Linked DNA regions of Sus scrofa: region 1 is linked to region 2. Evidence: chromatin contacts called from public HiChIP or PLAC-seq data. All regions are on one chromosome and are shown on one strand. The core of a region is the stretch at or near the end of the contact, and the rest is flanking DNA. Distances in the headings are between cores, read along the strand shown. Region 1 holds the start of MIP (lens fiber major intrinsic protein). Region 2 holds the start of CNPY2 (canopy FGF signaling regulator 2).

The links. HiChIP or PLAC-seq counts read pairs in DNA pulled down with a chosen protein or histone mark.
Region 1: an H3K27ac HiChIP or PLAC-seq map of alveolar macrophages shows a contact between it and region 2. The contact joins the promoter of MIP here to the promoter of CNPY2 in region 2. A contact is called at or near these places in 3 of 5 promoter capture datasets (fetal liver, fetal skeletal muscle and liver), 8 of 47 Hi-C or Micro-C datasets (blood, fetal liver, liver and 4 more) and 2 of 2 datasets of contacts at active chromatin or transcription factors (alveolar macrophages and skeletal muscle).

What each region holds. Positions count from the first base shown.
Region 1 is chr5:21,803,643-21,808,596 of Sscrofa11.1, reverse strand. MIP (lens fiber major intrinsic protein) reads left to right here and starts at 3,633. Exons shown (of 6, transcript XM_021092895.1): 1 at 3,633-3,763. It overlaps SPRYD4 (SPRY domain-containing protein 4), which reads right to left and starts at 4,252. Exons shown (of 4, transcript XR_002344303.1): 1 at 4,098-4,252; 2 at 3,021-3,730; 3 at 1,020-1,105. GLS2 (glutaminase liver isoform, mitochondrial) reads left to right here. Exons shown (of 18, transcript XM_003481629.4): 16 at 1,025-1,101; 17 at 1,377-1,440; 18 at 1,584-2,192. The coding sequence ends at 1,740.
Region 2 is chr5:21,707,863-21,713,342 of Sscrofa11.1, reverse strand. CNPY2 (canopy FGF signaling regulator 2) reads left to right here and starts at 2,051. Exons shown (of 6, transcript NM_001185068.1): 1 at 2,051-2,571; 2 at 3,171-3,283; 3 at 3,428-3,543; 4 at 4,390-4,593; 5 at 4,751-4,847; 6 at 5,329-5,480. The coding sequence starts at 3,196. The coding sequence ends at 5,372. PAN2 (PAB-dependent poly(A)-specific ribonuclease subunit PAN2) reads left to right here. Exons shown (of 20, transcript XR_002344302.1): 20 at 434-1,121.

The DNA.
Region 1 (4,954 bases), core at 2,384-4,883, 94 kb before region 2:
ACTGGTAGGTCAGAGATCTTGTTAGCTGTCAACATAGCAAAATAATTAAGTGCTTAAGTCTTAGAGTCAGACTGAATGGACAGAGATTACATTTAAAGGGTTTTTTCTTTTTTTTTTTTTTTTTTTTTTTGGTCTTTTTGCTATTTCTTTGGGCCGCTCCCGCGGCATGTGGAGGTTCCTAGGCTAGGGGTCGAATCGGAGCTGTAGCCACTGGCCTACACCACAGCCACAGCAACGCAGGATCCGAGCCGCGTCTGCAACCTACACCACAGCTCACGGCAACGCCGGATCATTAACCCACTGAGCAAGGGCAGGGACCGAACCCTCAACCTCATGGTTCCTAGTCGGATTCGTTAACCACTGCGCCACGACGGGAACTCCAGGTTTTTTCTTTTTTAAAAAAAGTACAGTGATTGTCATATGATGAGAACTTTGGGTTTTTGTTTTTTTCTTTTTAGGCCGCACCTGTGACATATGGAGGTTCCCAGGCTAGGGGGAGACTCGGAGCTACAGCTGCCAGACTATGCCACAGCCCTGTCAGATCCACACAGCATCTGTGACCTACACCACAACTCAATGAGCAAGGCCGGGGATCAAACCTGTGTCCTCCTGGATACTAGTCAGATTCGTTTCCACTGAGCCACAACAAACTCCAGCCATGACAGGAATTCCAAAGAACTTAATTAATGGTGGTCACTGTTATGAATACCCTGGGTGTTAAAAGGAGAGTTCTAGGTGGTAGGTAAGTACCCTGCCTCAAATGGGTTACCAACATCAACAGACATGTCCTGGGCCCCTACTACAGGTAGGCAGTGATGTTTCTGGAACCATCACACTCTCATCCCTCTGATGCAAGAGTAAGTCTCACCTGGGTAGAGAACACAGATAGTATGAGGTCTACAGATCTTGGCATAAGTTCTGTTTGGCTTTTTCTGGAACCCATTCAGACTGACCCCACTTCAGAAAGGATACCACTGATTCTAGGCTAAACTGGGTAACTCCAGCTACTTTCCACTCACCTCAGGTTTGCCTTGTCAGCCATGGACATGGAACAGAAAGACTATGACTCCCGCACAGCTCTGCATGTTGCTGCAGCTGAAGGTATCTGAAGGTTAAATAAGAGGGGAAGCAGATCCTAAGACCTTTCTTTCTAGCGAGTATCCCCCATGGTATGTGCCAAGTTTATAGAGGCACCAACCAGTTTTGTCCAGATGCCCATCAGTTTGCCAGATGACTGTTACTGGGTGGCCCAGGAAGCAAAAATCGGATGAGGCATTTCCCCTTCCCCTCTTAGTTCAGACTCCAGCTGTACTAACGGGAACACCAAAAGAGTCAGGATCTATACCCTCTCATTTTCCTTCTACCCATTTTCCTAGGACACACTGATGTTGTTAAATTCCTGATTGAAGCTTGCAAAGTGAATCCATTTGTCAAGGACAGGTGAGTAGGATTAAGCTAAAAGAGGAGATGGGAGGTGAGCAGCAGCTCCTCCACCACTGCCTCCAGCCACAACAGTTATGTCTATAACCAAGGCACTCCTGATGTCTTCTTTGCCTGATCGTACTCTTCGTTCCTCCTCTCAGGTGGGGCAACATTCCCATGGATGATGCTGTGCAGTTCAACCACCTGGAGGTGGTGAAACTGCTACAAGATTACCAGGACTCATACACCCCATCCGAGACTCAGGCTGAAGCAGCAGCTGAGGCCTTGTCCAAAGAGAACTTGGAGAGCATGGTGTGAGCATGGGGCATGCATGGTCCCTGCACAAAAACAAGCACCAACTGACCACACACTTAACACATAACCACCAAATGCTACAGAGAGCTGTGCTGCTTCAGTGAGGACCAAGACTTAGGCCAGTGCTTTCTGAGAGTCAAAATACCCCATTCCCTTGGCAGACAGAGCTTAGAGAAGTGCCTTTGTGGACACCTGATGTAGAATTATCCATGGAGACTGTGGGCTTCTTCAAGGGACAAGCCAATAGCTTAGCCCACTCTGAATCATTCCAGGTCTTTACCCAGGTCCCCTCCTCTGAGAGACAGAAGAGGGAGGGAGGGAGGGAGAGGGGCAGGCTTTAGTAGTCTGGAGAGATGTGCCCTCCTTAGCTAGGAAATGCTGCTGCTACCACTAAGAGCAATTTTATAGACAGAGAAAGTATTTTGTGCTCAAATAAACTTTAATTACACAAATCATTTTTGCTAGACCCAGTCCTTCTCTTTCTCTCCTAGGGGCATCCAGCTGCATCACCATCATAAAGGTAGAATAAGATGGAACCACAGGGTCAGAAAAAGCCCAACAATACATATTTTACATACATACTCACCCCACAAAGTTTTCCTCAATCCCAAATACTGCTTTAGGTTAAGTGTATTCTGCTGCCAAGTAAATGCTTGGGTCTGGGCAGGCCCCAAAATGGACTGTGCAAGACCTCAGGCCTCCCTCCTCCCTCTGGAAGTTACAACTATAGCAGAAATGAAGACAGAACTTCTCAAGAATAAAGTTTCTAGCACTAATCCCCTCAGCATCCCCCAAGTGTCTCTTCCCCCCAGTCATGATTTTAACTGGCCCAATGACTACAAGACTGACCAGGCGTTAGAGGTTTACAAATTAAGGCAGATGGACTCGGGGTGAGAAGAGCTACAGCTGTGTGGGGCTGAGAGTCTGTAACATTGAGATATAGAAAGGAAGGCTGTTAACATTCTGACACAGTCTGTAAAGCACTTTCTGAGGGAGCCAGAGCCCAGACTCTGTGTACTGTACAGAAAGGGCCAAGTCATTGACTGCACCACTCCTTCAGCCAGAGGTAGAAAGGATTTACTCTGGAGAGATTCCGTAGAGCCCCCAAAACAAGTTATGTGTGGGCAAAGGGAGGAAGAGGTAGCACAGTGATGAATAAATTCTAACAAAGCTGAAAGGTAAGACTCCAGGACTGAATACAGTCTGAGAAAGTACATTCATGGTAGCCTAGGAAATTGGCAGTAGTTTGGGGGAGGGGAGAGGGTGGCTGGCTGTATGCCTACCTTTCACAGGACGGGAAACAAAGACGACTGAGATATTGCACAGAGGACCTGTCACTGAACTAGTGACAGGTGGGAGCTGGTACTTGCTTGGGCCACAATTAAAAGGTTTCGGACACTTTTTGAGCAGGAGGCTGGCCAAGAGCATGATTAGGGACTTCAGTGATGGACATATTAGAGGCCTTCTGGTACCTCAAGCCCTGAGTGAGTCAGCAGTTCTCCATCCCAAAGGGCAAAGGCAGGCACCACTGGACCCCGGAAATCTGTCTGTAGTGTATGGACCACAGCAACCCGGTTCACATCCACCAGGCTCAGCTTCTGGGCCTCATACTCCAGCAGCAGCCCCACCTTCTCTGGCTGCCCAATGCCCTCAATAGGGGCCTTCTCGTTGGCCAACATGGTGTGCCACTTGCGCTGGGCATAGGTGAACACCCAGGAACGGTCGTCAACACCGATGCAGCTATCCCGGGACATGTCCACATCTGCCACTCCTATCCGGAATTGCTGTGAGCGCTTCACTGTCACCTCCCAGTAGTGTCTGCCACTGGTGATCGCTGTGTCTGCCAACACCACTGCCCACTCCCGGAAGCGCTCCACATTCAGGGCCAATTTTGTGGGCTCCAATCCCACCATGCCATATTTGACACCTGTGTCACTTTTGAAGAGGGCCAAGCTGCTGTGGGCTGTCTTTTCTTCCAGTTTGAAACTGACGCCTGCCGGGCAGAGAAGAGAAACGGGATAATGAGGTGAGCTAGAACTCTAGAGCTAGCGACATACACATATTCTGATCTGAAGCAGACAGTCATGAGATTACCAGGAAACGTGAATCAGAATTTCAAGCGAGAACGACAGTGGGGGCACTTTAGTATGGATAGCCCAAGAAGCCGAAAAGCTTGGACTGGGAAAGCCCTAGAATTTAAGGAAACCAGAGAAGGTCCCAAGTTTGGAATCTCAAGACCAACGCAGATGGGGGAGGGGAAACGAATCGAAGGGACTGGAGTTGTTTCTCTGAGCAGGCTCTAAGAATAACAGACCGAAACTACCTTGGAAGTGAAAGAGAATAAAAGGGGGTAATCCTACCTCTGCGGGTTTCCGCGGCAGCAATCCCTAACCTTTTGGCTCCCCAGCGGCACAGGCACAGTGGACGTGCAAAGGGCAGCGCCATCTTGCGCTCCGGATGAAGAGGACACGCCCCCCATCTGAGACCCTGCTTTCCTCCCGCGGGTTCCCATCACACGTTGCGCGCAAGGGGCGTCGCGCGGTGTGATGACGTAGGGGAGCCAGCGCCTGGCAGGGAGCCGCCATTTTAGTGAGTTCTGTTTGGTTTCACCCGTGCTTGGTCCAATTTATAAAGTTTTTCTGCAGAGAGGAAAGCTGCTCACGTTTTAACTAAATAGGATCTTTAGAAAAAGGATGTAGCAAAATGGCTAGACGTACAGATCTTAGAATTAAACAGTAATTAGGAGTTCCCGTCGTGGCTCAGTGGTTAACGAATCCGACTAGGAACCATTCAGTTGAGGGTTCGGTCCCTGCCCTTGCTCAGTGGGTCGACGATCCAGCGTTGCCGTGAGCTGTGGTGTAGGTCGCAGACGCGGCTCGGATCCCGCGTTGCTGTGGCTCTGGCGTAGGCTGGCAGCTACAGCTCCGATTCGACCCCTAGCCTGGGAACCTCCATATGCCGCGGGGAGCGGCCCAAGAAATGGCAAAAAGACAACAACAACAACAAAAAAGAATTAAGCAATAATTGGATTCGAACCCGGCTCCTCTGTTTGGCTTTGGGCAAATCAGTTAACTTCTCTAAGCCTTAATGGTTTCACTTGTAGAACAGAAAAATGTCTAGCCGTCAGGCCCTAGTAAAAATTAAACCAGAGAACAATCTAGGATACATCTTGACAAATAGCAACCACTGGGTAAGTGGTTGTACTAATAAATACTGA
Region 2 (5,480 bases), core at 802-3,301:
TTTTGGTTGCATATGTGATGATGATACCCACCATAGTTAAAACGATGATGTTAACAACAGTACCACCCAACCGTATATTTGTACTGTAAAGCACTTAACAGTTGATTCAAAGTCTCTATTGGGAGTTCCTGTCATGGCACAGTGGAAACAATCTGACTAGCATCCACTAGGACACAGGTTCAATCCCTGGCCTCACTCAGTGGGTTAATGATCCAGCATTGCCATGAGCTGTGGTGTAGGCCATAGACGCGGCTTGGACCCCACATTGCTGTTGCTGTGGGGTTGGCCAGCAGCTGCAGCTCCAGTTTGACCCCTAGCCTGGGAACTTCCATATGCCTCGGATGCAGCCCTAAAAGGAAAAGAAAAAAAAGTGTCCCAGGTGCTTTTTTCCAGGTACCTTAAGAGTCAATGCTTTTGGTTTTGTTTCTGACAGATGCAGCTGTCTTCTCTTCAGTGCTGGCGCTCTGACCTCACCCTTTCCCAGTGAACAGTTCTCTCTCCCTTCAATGTTCTGTGGCCCCAGAACTGGGAGATGGCTTCCCAAGTTGGCTATACCCTACTTCCAGAATTGGACCTGCTCAGGGTCTACAGATGGTGCTATTATTAATAGAACTGGAATGCAGGAGAATTGTTGCAAAGGGTCTAGGAGCCAGATTGCTTTTTCATCCTTTGCAAAATAGTGGGCCAGCAACAGTCTAGGATTGACCCAGATGAAAAGTAATTAGTATTCTTAATAAATACATGGGTAATAAATATCCTAGGCAAAGAAGCTCCTGGAACCAAAACTCTCAGTTCCTAGTCCCAGACAATGATAGGATACAACAGTAGTAGCTCAAGACCTAACTCAGGTCTCTGCTTCAGGGTTGCCTGGAGGGGCCAGCATTTAGTCTGGTGGCCCCAGCAAACTAGTGTTGCCAACATCACCATTGCCAAAAGGGCCTTTGGGTCCTAGACAAAGCTTGGCTGCTGGCTTCACTTCTGCCGACAGCTGAGAAGCATCTGTCTTCCATCCACTCTCCCATCCCAAGTTTTGTTTTCTTGTTATTTTTTAAAATTTTGTTTTAAACTGCATGTTTTATAAAATAAAAACGAAAAATATTGGGTGTCATCTATTTCATTAGGAACATCTGAGTGTGGGGTACTCTGACTTCAGTCCTCCCTTCCTTTGTGTTGGCTTTCTATTACAATCAGAAAAAACTTGGAAGTTCCCGTCGTGGCGCAGTGGTTAACAAATCCAACTAGGAACCATGAGGTAGCGGGTTCGATCCCTGCCCTTGCTCAGTGGGTTAACGATCCGGCGTTGCCATGAGCTGTGGTGTAGGTGGCAGACGCGGCTCGGATCCCATGTTGCTGTGGCTCTGGCATAGGCTGGCAGCTACAGCTCCGATTGGACCCCTAGCCTGGGAACCTCCACATGCCGCAGGAGCGGCCCAAGAAATGGCAAAAAGACAAGAAAAAAGAAAAAACTAAGGCTTTCAAATTCCCACCTAGAAGTGAAGATAAAGCTCTAGAGTCCAAAATTAAGAATATTGGGAGTTCCCATTGTGGCTCAGAGGTAACGAACCCAACTAGGATCCATGAGGATGCATGTTTGATCCCTAGTTTCGCTCAGTGGGTTAAGGATCCAGCGTTGCCATGAGCTGTGGTGTAGGTTGTAGACGTGGTTCCAATTCTGAGTTGCCATGGCTGTGGTGTAAACCAGCAGCTGAAGCTCCAGTTCAACCCCTAGCTTGGGAACTTCCATATGCCACAGATGCAGCCCTAAAAGCAAAAAAAAAAAAAAAAAAAAAAAAAAAAATCTTAGAAAAAATTAAGGATATTGGAGGAGTATAATTAGGTCTATATGGGCAGTGTTTGGTCTTTGCTGTGGCTGCCCAGCACCCTAAGGTTGGGTTCTTTTAAGAGGTGCATTATGATTTCCCTATTAAATGTATGAAAGGGAATTTGGAGAACCTTACAAACTACAGGTCCCAGGATATCTGATCTTTGGCTACCAGCAAAGAGCCTGTGTGGTGCCGCGGTGCTTCCTGGGAGATGCAGTTTCCCGGGCATTGAAACCTGGGCTTCTTACTAGCTAGCAGCGCACCTTTCTTTTTGAAGGCTCGAACCCATCTAGACTGCCATGCGCGAGCCTGAGGGCCTCGGTGCACCACGTCGGGCTCTGTCCTTGCTTCTAGCCACTCCTATTCCTCGGCTGACCCCTGGTGGTCACGTGGAACTGCTCGCCACGCAAGTCTGGGTCCTGCAATCCGCTGGGGTCCTCGCTGCCTGAGAGCCGCTCCTACGCTGCCTGTTCGCGCGAGAGTTTGGAGGGGCGGGTTTGGGGTCGGTCTCTAGGGTGGGATTCTTACCGCAGCGCATCTGGGCCCTGATTAGGCAGGCGTCCACTTAGGGTCGGAAAAGCTGGCTCAGGCAGTCGCTGGGGCACCCCGTGTCTAGAAAGTGCAGGAGCGCTCTGGAGAAGCTTGGACAGCCCCGCGCTCCCGCAGCCAGGTGCTAGGTTTGAGAGCAAAAGTGAGAGTCCGGCTGTATTCCAGCGCCTGGGCCACCGCGGCGGCCCTGGGAGCAGAGGTGGGACGGACGCGAGTGGCAGTGAGGGTCGGGGTTGGACTGGAGCGAAAGCAATGGCGGGGTCTTTAGAAAGGGGGCTGGTCCGTACAGGGAATAGTCTATAGGCTGGAGGTGGGATGCAGCAGTCTTTGATGCTGGCTTCAAATAGGCCCTAGTTATTGAATGCTTTTTCTTGCCAGCCAGCCACCTCGCTACCTCCTGGCCAGAATCAGCTACTCCTTGCCAGCAGCTCCTCTGCTTGTCGTCCTTGCCTGATCGCCAGCCACAGACCCATAGCCGTCATCCACATAGCCCTATGAATCGTAGGCAGCCGAAGCTTAAGTACCAACATCTAAGGCCTCACTTGCCCACGTAGTGTCTGGGGCTAAGCCCCAAGTCCCGAGTTTGCGCTCTTTACCCACCGCCCCCGGGGATTCCGGTTGCTCGAACGCCGGAACAGAGGAGCTCCTTTGTGTCCGGGCCATTTCCTGGAAAGTGGAGCCAGATCACACTGAGCCCTTTGTAGGCCTTGGGAGGGGAGGTGGGGGGGGGGTGGTCGGAGGACGGGGAGAAATGGAGCTGTCTCCTCACACCTATGCTTTATTCCATTCCAAACCCAGGTGGAGCAACCCCATTGCGCTAAAGATGAAAGGCTGGGGTTGGCTGGCCCTGCTTCTAGGGGCCCTGCTGGGAACTGCCTGGGCTCGAAGGAGCCAAGATCTACACTGTGGAGGTAAAGGCACAAAAGAAGAAATGGGAGGAAGGGAGGTGGGGATGATAGAGCCTTGGGAGGGCAAGGAATCCAAGGCCCGAGAAAAGGATGAGTGGAAATCCCTGGGTTGATTCCTTTCTCCCCCTCTCCCTCCACTTGCACCAGCTTGCAGGGCTCTGGTGGATGAACTAGAGTGGGAAATTGCTCAGGTGGATCCCAAGAAGACCATTCAGATGGGCTCTTTCCGAATCAATCCAGATGGCAGCCAGTCAGTGGTGGAGGTAACTGTGACTATTCCCCCGAATAAAATAACTCACTCTAACTTTGAAGGAGAAACTCAACTAATTAAGAAGGACCATAGTTTGATAGAAATGAAGAAAACATTGACCCACAGAGGCATCTAAAAGATTGGGCTGTCTCATTTGGAGGAGGTTGAAGGTTTATACCCTTATGCATTTGCCTCCTGGCTCCAAACCTAATAATTTTTTTTTGGTATAGAAGTTTTAGCAGAGAGGGAACCTTGACCAACCCCCTTCTCCACATCCTTAATCTTTATGACTTGTGTTTTTACTATGGCAGCATACATAAAAACATTTGGGGGGGGCGGGGAAACTTATCCTTATATTTAGGAAATTTACTTTAGTTGAAATATAACACACAGACACAAAGCTGTATCTAGTGAGCACTTGAGAAAGGTTAAGGTCATGAATGCTTGTGAAATGCTTTAACAGTTGTTATCCTCAAAGCCTATGCTACCTCTCAGTGTTCTTTCTTAAGGGTAGGTATTAGTCTCATTTTCATACAAAAAAGAAAGTCAGTACCTTACAGCCCTAAGAATTAAAGGAATTCAAAGGAAGAGAACGTGTAGTTAATTAGGGTTAGTCAAAGAGGTTGTTTTATAATTTGGAGCTAATGACACCTATGTTACGTTTTAGGCTTGTATAATGAGGTAAAATAGTTTCACATATTTGAAAATACTTTGGAACTGTACAAATCATACTGTTTTTAAATTAGGACAGCCTTTTTAGAATAGATTGGTTGGGCTAGATTTGGAAGGAAAAGTAAGGACACAAATTACTAATGTACAGAGGTAGAAGAATGTGACCCAAGGCTGAGGACATTTCTAGGTGCCTTATGCTCGCTCAGAGGCCCACCTCACAGAGCTGCTAGAGGAGGTATGTGACCGGATGAAGGAGTATGGGGAACAGATTGATCCTTCCACCCACCGCAAGAACTACGTGCGTGTAGTGGGCCGGAATGGAGAGTCCAATGAACTGGACCTACAGGGCATCCGAATTGATTCAGACATCAGCGGCACCCTCAAGTTCGCGGTGAGCTATGGGAGTGGGTATCGGGTTCTTAGAAATTAGGGGAGTTACTGGAGAGCCCAAGTGGAAAGCTGGGTTAATGCCCTTGTCCTTTTCGGAGGTGGAGACCAGAGGCTTTCTTTGCTGTCCTCTCTCATTCATTTCTCCCTTGGGTTGACAGTGTGAGAGCATTGTGGAGGAATATGAGGATGAACTCATTGAATTCTTTTCCCGTGAGGCTGACAACGTTAAAGACAAACTTTGTAGTAAGCGAACAGGTAAGCTACACCCACTTTATCTCCTGTCCTCACAGCCCTCTGGAACCTTCTCCATCCTCCAATGTTAGATCAAGAGTTGGCTTCCATTACTTATGGCGTTAGGACTTGGGTTGTTCCTCTCCATTCTCTCTTCCTGTCAGCTTTGACTGTTTGTGCCTTTCTCACCTGATCTACAGGTGAGAGGATAGTGGGACTGTTCTGTCATTTAAAGCATATGCTCTGAAAAATGGTGGTTGGTGTGCGTCAGTTTGTTTGAGGGTATTTTCTTCCTTTTCTTTTTTGGCTGCACCCACAGCATATAGAAGTTCCTGGGCCAGGAATCAAATCTGAGCAGCAACTGAGACCAATGCCACAGCTGTAGCAACATCAGATCCTTAACATGCTGTGCCACAGCAGGAACTCCTGGGGGTATTTTCTTGTTAGTGGCATATATTGATATGAGAGTGGTATTTTCTTTGAAACTGTTATGTGCTATTTGCAGATCTGTGTGACCATGCCCTGCACATATCGCATGATGAGCTATGAACCACTGGAGCGACCCACATTGACAGGCTTGATGGATCACCCCCAGGAGGGGAAGAGGGTGGCAATGCCTTTTATATTATGTTTTTACTGAAATGAACTGAAAAAAAA